2 separate regions of the Anser cygnoides genome follow, and region 2 is linked to region 1. Evidence: chromatin contacts called from public Hi-C data. All regions are on one chromosome and are shown on one strand. Each heading gives the region's core, a stretch centred on a gene start, on an enhancer-like site or on the middle of the called end of the contact. The rest is flanking DNA. Distances are from core to core; before and after follow the strand shown.

Evidence for each region. A called contact is a pair of places that touch in the nucleus more often than the background predicts.
Region 2: a Hi-C map of liver shows a contact between it and region 1, with 1.8 times the contacts expected there. The contact joins the enhancer-like site here to the promoter of CAMK1D in region 1. A contact is called at or near these places in 2 of 7 Hi-C or Micro-C datasets (both in liver).

The regions. Positions count from the first base shown.
Region 1 is chr1:6,858,981-6,865,221 of Taihu_goose_T2T_genome, reverse strand. It overlaps CAMK1D (calcium/calmodulin dependent protein kinase ID), which reads right to left and starts at 4,947. Exons shown (of 11, transcript XM_048062699.2): 1 at 4,572-4,947. The coding sequence starts at 4,663.
Region 2 is chr1:6,938,092-6,944,488 of Taihu_goose_T2T_genome, reverse strand. The region is part of intron 1 of CAMK1D (calcium/calmodulin dependent protein kinase ID); the gene reads right to left. Among named protein-coding and RNA genes, the nearest start is that of CAMK1D, 81 kb to the right of the region's middle. Within about 2 kb of position 4,153, at least 2 of the 3 cell types and tissues checked have open chromatin away from gene starts, as enhancers often do. A contact at or near this core is called in liver, where this site is marked.

The DNA of each region.
Region 1 (6,241 bases), core at 3,698-6,197:
GCCTGTGCATGTGTGTGAGAAGGAAAACAAAGGAAAACAGATGTGAGGGCAAGGCTGCGGGTGACTGCATCTCACATTGAGAACTAGCACCCTACAGGTGCATAAAAGAGTCGCGCAGAGCACCAGGAGCCCATCGGGTGATGTAAGACTACAGAATAGACCCAGGACATTGAGGAACCAAAAATTATGACAGAACCTCTAAGAAAAACAGAACCACCTATAGTTTCCTCTGTACTATATTTTAGAAAAGAACTGGAGACATCATTGCAGTGCACTTGTCTTCCCAACCGGCTACTACTATGTTGTGGCTACATCCTTGCAACTCCCTACGTTATCATTACTAAGCTGTAAGGAATCTACTGTGGCAGTTTTACAGGCAACACAAATATTTCCACAGCTACTAAGCCTGAGCCTTCCTAAATAAGATAACTTCATCATAACTCGAATGTCAATAAGGCCTAATGACAGATATCTTAGAAATGCCAGCCTGATCCGATTAGATGGACCGAATGATCAGAGGCTTTCCTCTGTTCGGCTGGCAGATAGCATTGTGTAACATTACTTCTCAAAACATCAAAATCTTAGTTTTAAAATGCTTTAGATATAATATCAGTTAAACGTGGAGAGAAAATGGTATTTCAGTGACCACTCATCAGATTTTCCTGCTATTGTGAAACTTCACGTCTCCCAGGGGCAGAAATCCCCCTCTCCAGGCAGGCTTGTGAATTGAGCAGAGCTAGAATAGGCAAATTTGTGGAAATTTAAGAAGATAAGCAGCTAATCAGATCCTCTTCTTTCCTCAAGCTTACCTGTTTCTACTTGGAAGAGACTCAAATTTGCAACCGCTGAGCACCTGGCCCGCCGCTATGATTTTATTTTATCCTTGATTTGCTTTGTGTATTCCTTCCTAGCTACTTTTTCAGGATCTGTAACCTCAGTTTATATTCTCAGGAGTGACTGGGTCCAGTTTCCTGCACCGAAGCTGCTAATGCAGAGCACGAATCACTGCTGTGCTGCCGTAGTTACACGTGGATGAATCAGGACCACAGCTCCCATGGCCACAAATCTCAAACATAAAACAGAAAGCCCAAGTTCAGAGGCTAAGAGGAATCGTATGTAAGGACCATGGAACTGAACCACATTTTATCAGTGTATTACCCACGTTTCTTTTGTTATATTTTCGTGAGTAATATGACCAAAATAATTTGTTGACACCCTGATACCCAAGAGATTGCAATCACAAACCTAAGATCACATATGCATAGGGACTGTGCAAATACAGAACAAAAAGAGTCTCACATCTTCGGTTTCTCAACTTTCCCACCCCACCCCCCTTCATTTTTCTGCCTCCTTCCCCTTTTTCCTTCCACCTCTGCTTGTATTGCCCTTCCCTGATGTCTGCCTTAAATCCTTTCCTCCATCCCTCTTCCCACTTCCACAGTCACCAGGGAAGCTGAGACGTAAAAGCAAAATTCTCTTTGTGAGGGAAAATAAAACAAGAATTGTGCCTGTGGGAGGCTGCAGCCATTCCCGGGGTTCACTACCACCTGAGCCAGATGCATCGCTGAGAAATCCTTTAGGAAACCCTACTGCCACCAGCACCGAGCAGAGCAAACAGCAGGGACCTCAGCCACCGAAGGAAGCATTTCTTTGGGTGTAAAAGGCTACTTTCCTGCTTCTGGAGGTGATGTCCAATTCAGGATGCTTATTTCATTATCAATATGGCTGGACATGACTTACAGAGACATGTAAATAATTAATTCCTGCTGTAATGCTGCTCTGGAAGAGAGCTGGGTACTCATCAGAGGTTCCTTGAAGCACAAATGGTATCATGATTAACTGAGTTACGATCTTTTTAATAATTCCAGCAATTTCATCTCTCCACATGCTAGAGATCTAGTAAAACCCTTTTATTCAAATGAAAGATTCCTTTCAGAGAGCAAATCATTAATAGAGTACACACACAGATTAAACGTTCACAAATCCATGCACTTGACATAACATGTTTTTAAAGTTTCTCTTTGACTTTTTTTTTCCCTGATTTAGGGGTTTGGGGCTTATTTTACTGTAGCTGATCACAGTGAGTTAAGACAGCTGCAGAGACTCGAGGAAAAAGGGCTGCTTTTCTGCTAAAGGTGCTGAGAGGGAAGGCGGCAGGGCAATGCAAAACACAGCCACAACCCTAACCCAGCACACCTCAGCCAAGACTCCAGGTTTTTCACTCCGAGCCCCAGCCATGCTAGAGAAAAATCTATTAACTGATGAGATCGACTGATGCATGTCCAACGCAGTTCTGCATTACACTGCAGGAGGGATCAAAGCAGATTTTATCCCTGCTCCTAAATAAAGCTAGAAGAAAGCTTTTTGGTCCAGATGCTCTAAAGGTATTTAGACTTTTGCTTAATTCCTCTTTTTTTTTTTTTTTTTTTTCCTATCGATAACTCTGAATGTGTCCTAGGGTTCGAGCTCCCCTGTATCTGCTGCGGGGGTCAGTGAACAGACCTTCGCTGGCCTCAGTGGGAGCTGAAGAAATCCTTTAATGATTTGCACAGTAATGGCCTCGATTTCTGACAAGTTTCACAGCAGATCCGAAACGCACATCCATGTCTCCTTATCTGCCTGGTCTGCCCTCGGTGACTCAGGAACACACAGCCAGAAGGCGACTGAGGTGTAGGCTGGTAAATGCACCTACACCCAGAAATAATGTCCCTGTGAATGGGAAAAGGGACAGATCTGCCTCCTTTAGACAGGTACAGGGCTGTGATGCAGTTATTTTAATTTTCTGAAAGTTTCTATGCTGACTGTTAGGTCAAGTTTTAAAGCCTTACAGCTTGCCCTCTCATCACGAAGGCCTGGCTACGATGATGTTTAAGAGTGCGAGGCACTAAATGGTCATGGTGAGTGGATTTCATTTGCAGCAGCCATCCCAATGTGCGCAGCGATGAACTCTGCCCAGCTCCACCTACCTTGGGACCTACACCTGATCCTGTCAACTCCAGTGGGATACCCACCAAGTCCACAGCATTAATTCTGTCTGGACCTCTCTAATGGTGCAAGTTAACCCTCACAGATGCTTCATACACCACAAGTGGGAAGATAACACGGGGCTGTGTGATGGGAACCACAGCAAGCTGTCCTGCTGCTCCCACAAGTCTCCTGGCGTTAGGACTTGCCTCTCCTACACCCTTGAGCTCAGGAAGGTGCTGAAGGTGACAGGCAGGGACACGTCTCTCAGGGACACCTCACCCTGCATCTTCAGAGCCCTGGGCAGGCACGAATGTCACCAGCCGGGCGGTGTTTCCACACCGTGCTCACCCCCACACGGGTGCGTGACCCCCCCCCTCCAGATGAAGCACCCAGCCCGCTTCTCACTCGCACTTGGTGTGCAGGAAATCAGCAGAAGCAGAAATACTCTGTTTGTAGAGAGCCCTCCCTTGGAAGCAGAAAGAAACTGAAATATTACGGCCGAAACTTGTTCAGCCGTGTTTTGGAAGTGGCACGCGGAGCACAAAACGCGCTGCTTGGGCTCGGCGATGCTTTACTTAGAGACGTGCTCGAAGTTGAATTTACACCGGGGGGGACATGGCGATAAAGCACCCGTCCCATACAACCCAGCGTTCACGTCCTCGCCCACCCACACGGCAGCCCGCACCCTGCCCTTCCCCAGCAACCGCGGCTCTCTGCCTCTACAACATCCGACGAGCGAAAATTTCTCTCAACAGAAATAAAACTCCCCGCTCAGCCAAAAAAGCATCAGCCTGCACCCTGCTCCCTTCCACCATCTGCGCATGTTTATTCTGAGCCTTCCGAAAAAAAAAAAAGAAAAAAAAAAAAAACTCCAACGTTTTACTAATCTTTATGCCCCGCCACTATAAATAACAGAAATAAAGCCCAACAACAGTTAAGCATCGTAGCTAAAGCACATCCAATCCACTCCGATTATTTCTGCTTGTCCGTCCACGAATGGATGCAGCCATCAGCTTTAGGGGACAGCATGCAAGTCAGACCGCATTTATTTACAGTGGCACCGTCAAGAAAAAGCCTTTCCCCATCTCCCTATCCTATTAACATTTTAAACCGGGGGGTGGGGGGGGGTCTTTTTTTTCTTTATTTTTTTCTTTATTTTTTCTTTTTTTCCTTTCTTTTTTCTTTTTCCTTTTTCTTTTTATCTTTTTCCCTTTTCTTTTTTTCTTATTTTTCTTTTTTCTTATTTTTTTCTTTCTTTTTTCTTTTTTCTTTTTCTTTTCTCTTTTTCTTTTCTCTTATTCTTCTCTTTTTCTTTTTTTTTTCTTTCTTTTCTCTTTTTGTTGTTCTTTTTTTTTTATTATTTAATTTTTTTTTTGGGGGGGGGTAGCCCAGCCGCCTGCCCCGCAGCCACCCTCATCCCTCACCTCCTACCAACCCCCCCCCCCGGTGCCGTTTGTCCCGGGATTCCCAAACCTCCCCGGCTCGGTGCCGGGCGGGATGCTCGGAGCGACCCCGGCGGCAGCCCCCGCGCAAATCCCCCCCGCGCAAATCCCGCGCAGCGCAGGGACGGCGCCTCCCGGCCCGCTCCGCTCCCCGCCACCTACGTCCCCAGCGTCTCCTTGAACTCGAAGATCTTCTTGATGTCCTCCGCCTGCTTCTTCCAGGAGCCGCCGCCGTCCCCGTTCTCCCGGGCCATGGCCGCTCCGCGCAGCCCCGCGCAGCCCCGCGGATGCCGGGCGGCACCGAGCCGCCTGCGGCTTTTGCTTTCTCTTCTGAGAAAGCAGCGGCTGCTGCTGCTGCCTCTGCCGGCTCTTCCTCCTCCTCCTCCTCCTCCTCCTCCTCCTTCTTCTCCTCCTCCTTCTCCCCTTCCTCCTCCTCCTCCTCCTCACACTTCCTGCCCGCCGCCGCTTTTATTTCCTCCGCGCTCCGGCGGGCTCCACGAGTGCCACTTTTCCTGGGCTATTTCCTCCCAACTTTCTCTGCCCCCCCCCCCCCCCTTTCCCCTCGTCCTCCCCCCCTCCCCCCTCGCCCCTCCCCGTGCCACCCCCGGGGCTGCCCCGTGTCCCCCCCCGCCTCCTTCAGCACCCTCAGGGACACTTTGGTCCCCCCACTCCGGGAGGAAAAGTCCCTTTTTTTTTTTTTTTTCTTTTTTTTTTCTTTTTTTGAGGGAGGTCACTGATTCCCCCCCCCCCCCCCCTACCCCCCCGCTGTCCCCAAGCAGGGCGTGCGGGGGCCCCGTTGGATGCTCCGAGCCTCCCGGGCGCGGTGCGGCTGTGCGCGGTTGTTATGGCAATGGGAGGAGGAGGAGGAGGAGGAAGAAGAAGAAGAGGGGGAGGAAGAAGAGGAGGAGGAGGAGGAGGAGGAGGCAGCCCCGCCGCTGCTCTGCTGCCTGGCGCTGCCCCTCCTGACTGAATGACTGGAGATAATTCGCATTGCACCAAAACCGCGCACGTCAAACGGGAGGGGAGGGAAAGCAAAGAGATAAAAAAAAAAAAAAAAAAAAAGGGAAAGCGGGGGAAAAAAAAAATAAAAATTAAAAGCCACACCGCAGGCGGCCGGGCGGGGTGGTCCGGAGCTGCGCGGGGGATGCGCGGGGATTGCGCGGGGATTGCGCGGGGGATGCGCGGGTTTTGCGCGGGGTTTGCGGTGCCCACCGTGAGCGCAGCCGCCCCGTGGGGGCCAAAAGTGGCCCCCAGCCCCTTGCCCACCCCGCAGCGGGAGCGAGGGGCAGGATGCGCCCCCGGTGACACGGCAGAAATACGCGCTAAACCCGTGGGTAGGTTTCCCGTTAATGTCTTGCAAATAGGTAAAGCGCAAAAAAAAAAAAAAAAAAAAAAAAAAGTGGATTTCTCCTCCAAGTTGGGAAGTAAAAAGGCAGGTGCGGACCCACGGGTGTTTTTGGGGGCGGCTCAAACCCTTGGTCATCAAATGAGGCGGCTGAAAATGAGGCGTGACACGACTAAATATTGCATCGACTCGTAAACAGATGTGAATGCGCGCCTAACTGCTTAAAATGTGCCGTGTCCTTTCACAGAGTCCTTAAAATCCCACTTTGGAAAGGGATTTTCCGGACCGCTCATCATTTATGAGCACGGGAGCTTTCCCCTGGGGCTCCCACTTCCACGCGGGTTTGGAGCCTGGGGGAGCTCAGCCGGGTGGGGAGGTGTAAATTTGGGGAAAACACCGAGGCAGGCCGGGGTGTTTGGGCAATGCTACCCTCTGCTGGGCACAGGCACACGGCTGAGCGTGTGCCAGCTCCTGCATTAATTAGTGC
Region 2 (6,397 bases), core at 2,904-5,403, 80 kb before region 1:
TAACAGATAAGTGAAGAAAGAGTGTACGAAGTGGAGTTCATGCAGCACAAGACTTCCCCCAGTTTATCTCCCTAGCTTCCAGCAGTCAGTGATCCAGAAAAGTGATCTCTGTTCAAGTGACAGTTGCATTGACCCATCACATATTACCTACCTATGCTCTACTACTCTGTATAATTCAATTTCTTCAGCCCATCTACTTTGAATTTCACAGCCTCCTGTAGAATTGAGCTCCACTGTTTGGGCACAAATTATAGGAGGAAGCAGTTCTTGTTTGCTCATTTTAACATTTGCTGCCAAATACTTTCTTTCCATAACTCCCTATTAAAGCACATTTTAAAGATGTTAACTAGCAAACTGCTCTCCCATGTCATGTAATGTGTTTGTTTATTTTAAATCACGAAAATACTGAACAACTAGAGAGATGTTCTAGAAATGATCAGCAAAGGGGTTTGCAGAACTGGACTCCACTCTCCAAGGCAAGAAACTCTCAACCTACAGTAGGATATACATGAGACAAACCTAAAATTGTTAGGAAACAAGTGCTACATCTCTCTGCTCTATCTTCAGTGTCATATTTAATTTTGAAAGGAGAACTGTAAAAATGAAGAAACTTATTAGCAAGAAGTGAGAAGACCCTTGGAGGCAGAAACAAGAGATTTAAAACTTGCAGGAGGCATAAGGACTGTTTAAAAACATCAATGCTTGAAAAACTTGAGAAATAGAGAAGTCTGGAAGGCCAAAGAGCTGGAAAAGGGAACTTATGAGAAGTAAGACAGCATCCTCAAAATCAGAAAATGTGTGTCCAAATGAGGAAACAGGAATGGATTTTTAAGTTCTAGTGGGTAAAACCTAAAAACGTCGAAAGGCAGGAAAAAGCATTTGAAGAACAAGTTGCAAGAGGCAGATAATTCAATAAAGACATTTTTGCACATATCAGAAGCCAGGAGTGTACAAGATCACTGGTGGGTGAGGAAGAAATGAAGTATAGAAACAGCATGAAATAACCCACACAGCAGTAGCAAAATAATAATTACCATAATAATAATAAAGAAAAAGACTTTGGGGGGATCTGTGCTCACTGCAGAGAGGTTTGGGGAGGTTCTTACACCGGAAACCTTTACAAGGTTGGCAGAAGTGGTTATAGGCTGGACTGACCCAACCGTTGTAGGGGAACTTACAGGTGACACTACTGAAACTAACCATGGGCTGAAGTTTCTCACTTAAAGCTTTATGGGTACCCAAAAATAAGGAGGCGGCTTATGTGACACAATTTTAAAAAATGGGTTCAAAGCAATAACACAGGAATTACAGGGAACTCCACATTAGTAAGTTTGAGGTCAGCAAGTCAGTAAAAACTGTAATAAACATCCCTCTAGTAAAGGAGAGAACTATTGAACACCTGGAAAAACATGATATATGGAGAAAAAACCAAAAAGACTTTTGAAAAGGGAATGTACTGGAGTATTGTGAAGGCACCAGCATGTATGCAGATGAGGAAATGATGTGTTGATGTAGCTTAATTTCAAGGGGCTGCCTCAGCACAGGCTCTCTGAGCAGCTTAACAAATAGCAGAATCTTCTTGCATGGGTAAGGAACTAGTGAAAAGACAGAAAACAGCAAGGAATAAATGGTAAATCCATTAAATAACCAGTGTTAAGGACTGCTAAGGAAGCAGTTCACCACCCCTGAATGCTGCGTGCTGTTGTGATCCTCCTCATCGCCTGCAGGACATGGAAGAATCAGGGCAGAAGACAGACTGAAGGTATGAAACAGCTCCACTATGAGAAATTACTGAATAAACTGGGTCTTTTCAGCCTCTTCAGGAATGGACAACTGAGAGGGACAGAATTAAGCTCTGAGAGGAGGAGGAGGGCAAATGCCGCTGTTCCTTCCAGTGCAATGATGAGGTGATGGCAAATGAAGGTAGCAGGGACCCACCACCAAGCAAACTTCATGCAACTTTCTGTGTGACACAGTGGATGTTAACAGGGATTGAAAAAAAAAAAAAAGGACTGGAAAAATACGAGCAATAAAATCCATTCCAGACTACTAAGTGCACAATTTGTGTCTCCGAAAATGCCTGCGCACATCTCTCTGAATGCTAGAGGAGTGCTCACAGTATGATAATAATTACATTATTGTCAAACGCTGACCTATGCTTTCCATCCCAGACATCTGGCATTGGCTGCAGGGATGGGGCATGGGACGAGCTGCATTTTTGGTCTGACCCAGGACAGCTGTTCTTACAGTCTATTAATGTGGTAGAGCCAGCAGCAGCCGACAGCAGCTCAAGTAACAAATGGGCATGTGAAACACTGGGGAGTCAAGCCCATCGCAGACACAAAGAGGGACATCTTTAGGGTTAACCCATGGCAAGAGCAAGGATGTGTACCGTAGCGTGTAAAGTACTGTCCAATTCCAGTGAGACCATTTTCATCCAAGTAGCCCAGCCAGGATACCTAGAAGTAAATACAGCCTATGACTTGAGAGGAATTAGAAGAGCAGAGAATTATGAGGTGTCCAGGGAAAACACAGCTTTGAAAGTTTATCACACACCTGTGGAGGAAACAGCCTTTGTTATCTTCTTGAACTGATTTCTCTCAAATAAATGTAACCTCTGGCTGCCTCTCATCCGGCTAACTGTGTGATGCACCTTTTACTGCCACTGCAGATAGCAGCGGTCTCTTCTTTGCAGGATTAGAGGGAAGATGCCACTAATTAAAATAAAGGTCACATCCCAAGACTTAGTTATAACATCTTAAATGGAATGCAGCAATTCTCCTTTGCATCCTTTCAGTTACAAGGGACCCAAACTTCAAAATTTCTCATGCATTTATCCTTACAGCATCCCTACAGGATTAGGCAGTGCTGTCACTCATATGAAATATGTGGGAACTTGGGCAGAGAGCGCATAAAGCAGACAAACCCAGGTCCCCCCAGTCCAACGCCCACTATTTAACTAGAAGAGCATCTTCACATGTTGCTGGATCACAGAGGACCCAGACACAGCCTTTTTTCACCCTAGGTGAAAAAAAAAATTGCTTTAGCTCTCCTTTCCTCCCATATCACAGGCAGCTGTCCCAAAATGCACAACATCCATGGAAAGGGCTGAAGCTTAGCTCTTCCCCTGAAAGGCAATCCAGTAAAAAAGCTGGCAGTGTCTGCCATCTCACCATGAAAATTTAGAATTTCAGAAGTGCTTCTTGCTTTCTACACCACACATTACTAAATCCACAGTAACCAACAACATTGTCAAGCCACCGAGTAGGACAGTTAAATAAACTCATTTACTGGGGCCCCATGCCTGACAGCAAATCCAGTTTCCTAACTTTAGTATAGACACCTTGGGTGAGCTGCTATCAGAGTCTTTATAAGGAAGCAAATCTTTTCACTTTGTTGACAAAAGCTTCAGAGTAGCATTTATTATACACGAACAGTAGCAGGTGTTCATATTTAACTTGTTTTTGTGGGTTTTTTAAGCTTGAGATGCATATAGTGATTGAGAATTACTGTTTATTCATTTCTGTGTAATAGGAGAAGCAGCATTTCATCTGTCTCATCCATATTTAATAGCTCCAGGCACAACAACCATGAAAGGTCTATTTTTCTCCCACTAGGGAAAATATTATTATTATTACTACTACCATGACTACATTTATATTCTGAAATTATTCAACCCTGGCTTTCTGCATTATTTCTAAGTTATCTGTGGGCCAGGTCCTTTGCTGGTACTTACCCGTGTTACCGTGCTGATGGAGCTATACTGATTTGTGGTACGCTGAATCATGTCGGGTAAGAACAGAGTCAATTTCAAGCTCCTTGCCAGTGTAAGCCAGATGATTGAATTTTGCTGCCCCCAGGAGGAGCAGGGACCCTCGGAAAAATACATATTTGCTGCTCCTGCTGTTACCAGGAAGGTGGTTTAGGGAGGTATCTGCTGCCTTTGGAGGCCCACTCCTGTGCCCCAGGACAAGCTCCATCAGGTGCATTGCCACACTTGCCAGTCTTGGTGCACACAGAGTAAATGGTGGGGCCAGGAACAGTCTCTGGCTGCTGCTCCGTATTTCACCTGTGCCTACAGCAGACCCTTGCTCCCACGACGGCACGTACAAACAAAGGACGGTACCTAATTTCTCCCCAATATAGCTTAAGGTCCGCTCTACCAGCTCCAGTAAAACCCAGGCTGTGCACAGCCCCACCGATCCCAATTCCAAAATCAGATGCAATCCCAGTGAACTGGGGGCATCCATCCACACATCATCCAGAGAATCACAACAGCCTGGGCTAACCAACGGTCCTGAGTGTCATTTATCTAGTTAAGCACAAAAGGAAGGAGATAAAATCATGCAAGTGGGTTTTTGCCTTCCCAGCAATGTGAGGACCTCAGCGAGCTCCAAGGAAACCTCTCCTTCCTCGCCCCCAGTGCGCCTAACAAACAAGGAGCGGTTAAGGCAATGTGGGTTTTTCCGGGTATTTGTTCCTGGGAAAAAAGTCCCCTGTTAGCATGCCCTTAACATGTTAATCGCTAAACTGTCAAGGCCCCTTTCCCCAGGAGGTTATGTGTTCAGGCTCAGCCAGGGTCAGCAGCCCCCAGCATATGACCGTTGGCAATGTTTACTCAGTGAGAAACAAATTTGATGGATTTGACCCAGGCATGTGCTCACGCTGCAAAACCCAGGGGCATTGGCTGGCACCAGCTGTACACGGGCAATGCTGGTGGGGAGCTGCAAACACCCGGGTGGCTTCACACGGGAGGTTTGTCCTTCCTCGGGCAGGGCTGGTGAGCGCTGATGGCACAAAAGACGGACCTGGAGTGGTCACCAGCAGGAAGCTTTATGCCTCCAGAGTTGTCTGGTTCATCTTAACTCCAGTTCAGGAAGGGAAAAATCAACCCCCAAATTCCCAGCACATTTTTGTTCATATGCCTAAAGGAACAAAACAATCCTATGCTCAGCACGTTCAGGGGCTGAAGGTCACGACGAAGAGGATACATGTAAAGAAAGACATGTTTTTTTCCTATTACTTGCAATTTGGAGATAGAACAATGTTGGGAGAGGGAACACACGTTATCCCCTTTCCTCTGCATGTGCAGTTCTCATTAGGGCCAAACAGGAAGTTAATTTTGTAGGAGGCTACAAGCCAACATGTGCGATAAAAGCCCAAGGAAACATAACTCAGGTCAGCTTACATTTGGCTTAACTTAATCAGAAAGCTCAGCCCTCTGCAGCATTACCCCATAGACCGAGGTGGGCAGGGACCTCTGGGTCCATCTGGTCCCACCCCTGCTCCAGCAGAACCACCCAGAGCAGGGTGCCCAGCACCACATCCAGGTGGCTTTTGGAGATCTCCAAGGAGGAGACCCCACAGCCTCTCTGGGCAGCCTGTGCCACTGCTCCGTCACCCACACAGTAAAGACGTGCTCCTGATGTTATCTGGGAGAGCATCCAGCCTGGGAGAGGATGCAGCAGCAGCGTGGCTCTTCAGGGACCCACAGACCAGTCCTCTCCCAGGACTGCCCAAGCGATAGGTCTCAGCGTGCAGGGGGACACTAATTAATTGCTCGCTCCGGTGTTTTCTCTGTGCTTAGCATAAGGCATCTAAGGTTTCTACATGAAGAATCAATATGTTGCTCCGGGTAAAGTCAAAGGGAAAAATCTCAGCTGAGTTCAACGAAAGCAGAGCCATCAGCTCTCTGATGCCTTTTCCATCCTTCCTCCCCACAGCAAACTGGCAAGCACAATTCTTCTGGGATCGTCTGGGTGAGCTTTCTGCCACCCCGATGTACTGCACATCAGTGTTACCTATGTTGTCCTCGTCTGTAGCATCTGCGATGCCTTCCTCGTCCCAGCTGCCTCCCAGGTGGCTCCCTGCAATTACATTCCTAATTGTACCACAATGGGGCTCTCCCTGGGACAGCACACTGCTGTTTAATTCATAAATGTCAATTTGGAGGCACAATGCAATGAGAAATCACCCACATCAGAGGCAGAGCAGTTCCCACTTATGAATAGGTAAGGAGACAACAAAAATAATTAAGCACTTAACAAAGAGAGAGGATGAGGGAATGCAGACAGCCCTTTAATGCACCTCTTCCAAATTTTACACATGCTTGATTTTCTTCTGCTTAAATCGAAGGGGACCGAGGTAGCTGAGTGGCAGTTTTAATATCAGACATGATACTGCACAGCCTCTGCTTGTTTGGGAACTTATTTAGTATTTAAATCTCAATTAACCAGTAAAACTGACTTGACATTTAAAAATCTAAACAAAATGTTTCAAGTGTAGCTCTTTAATAAGTGTCTGTAAAAGCATCTTCTTATTCCACGAACCTACTCATTCTTTGCATCCTCAAGAACACTTCCAAGCAAGATATAAAAATAACAATTAGGATTTTGTT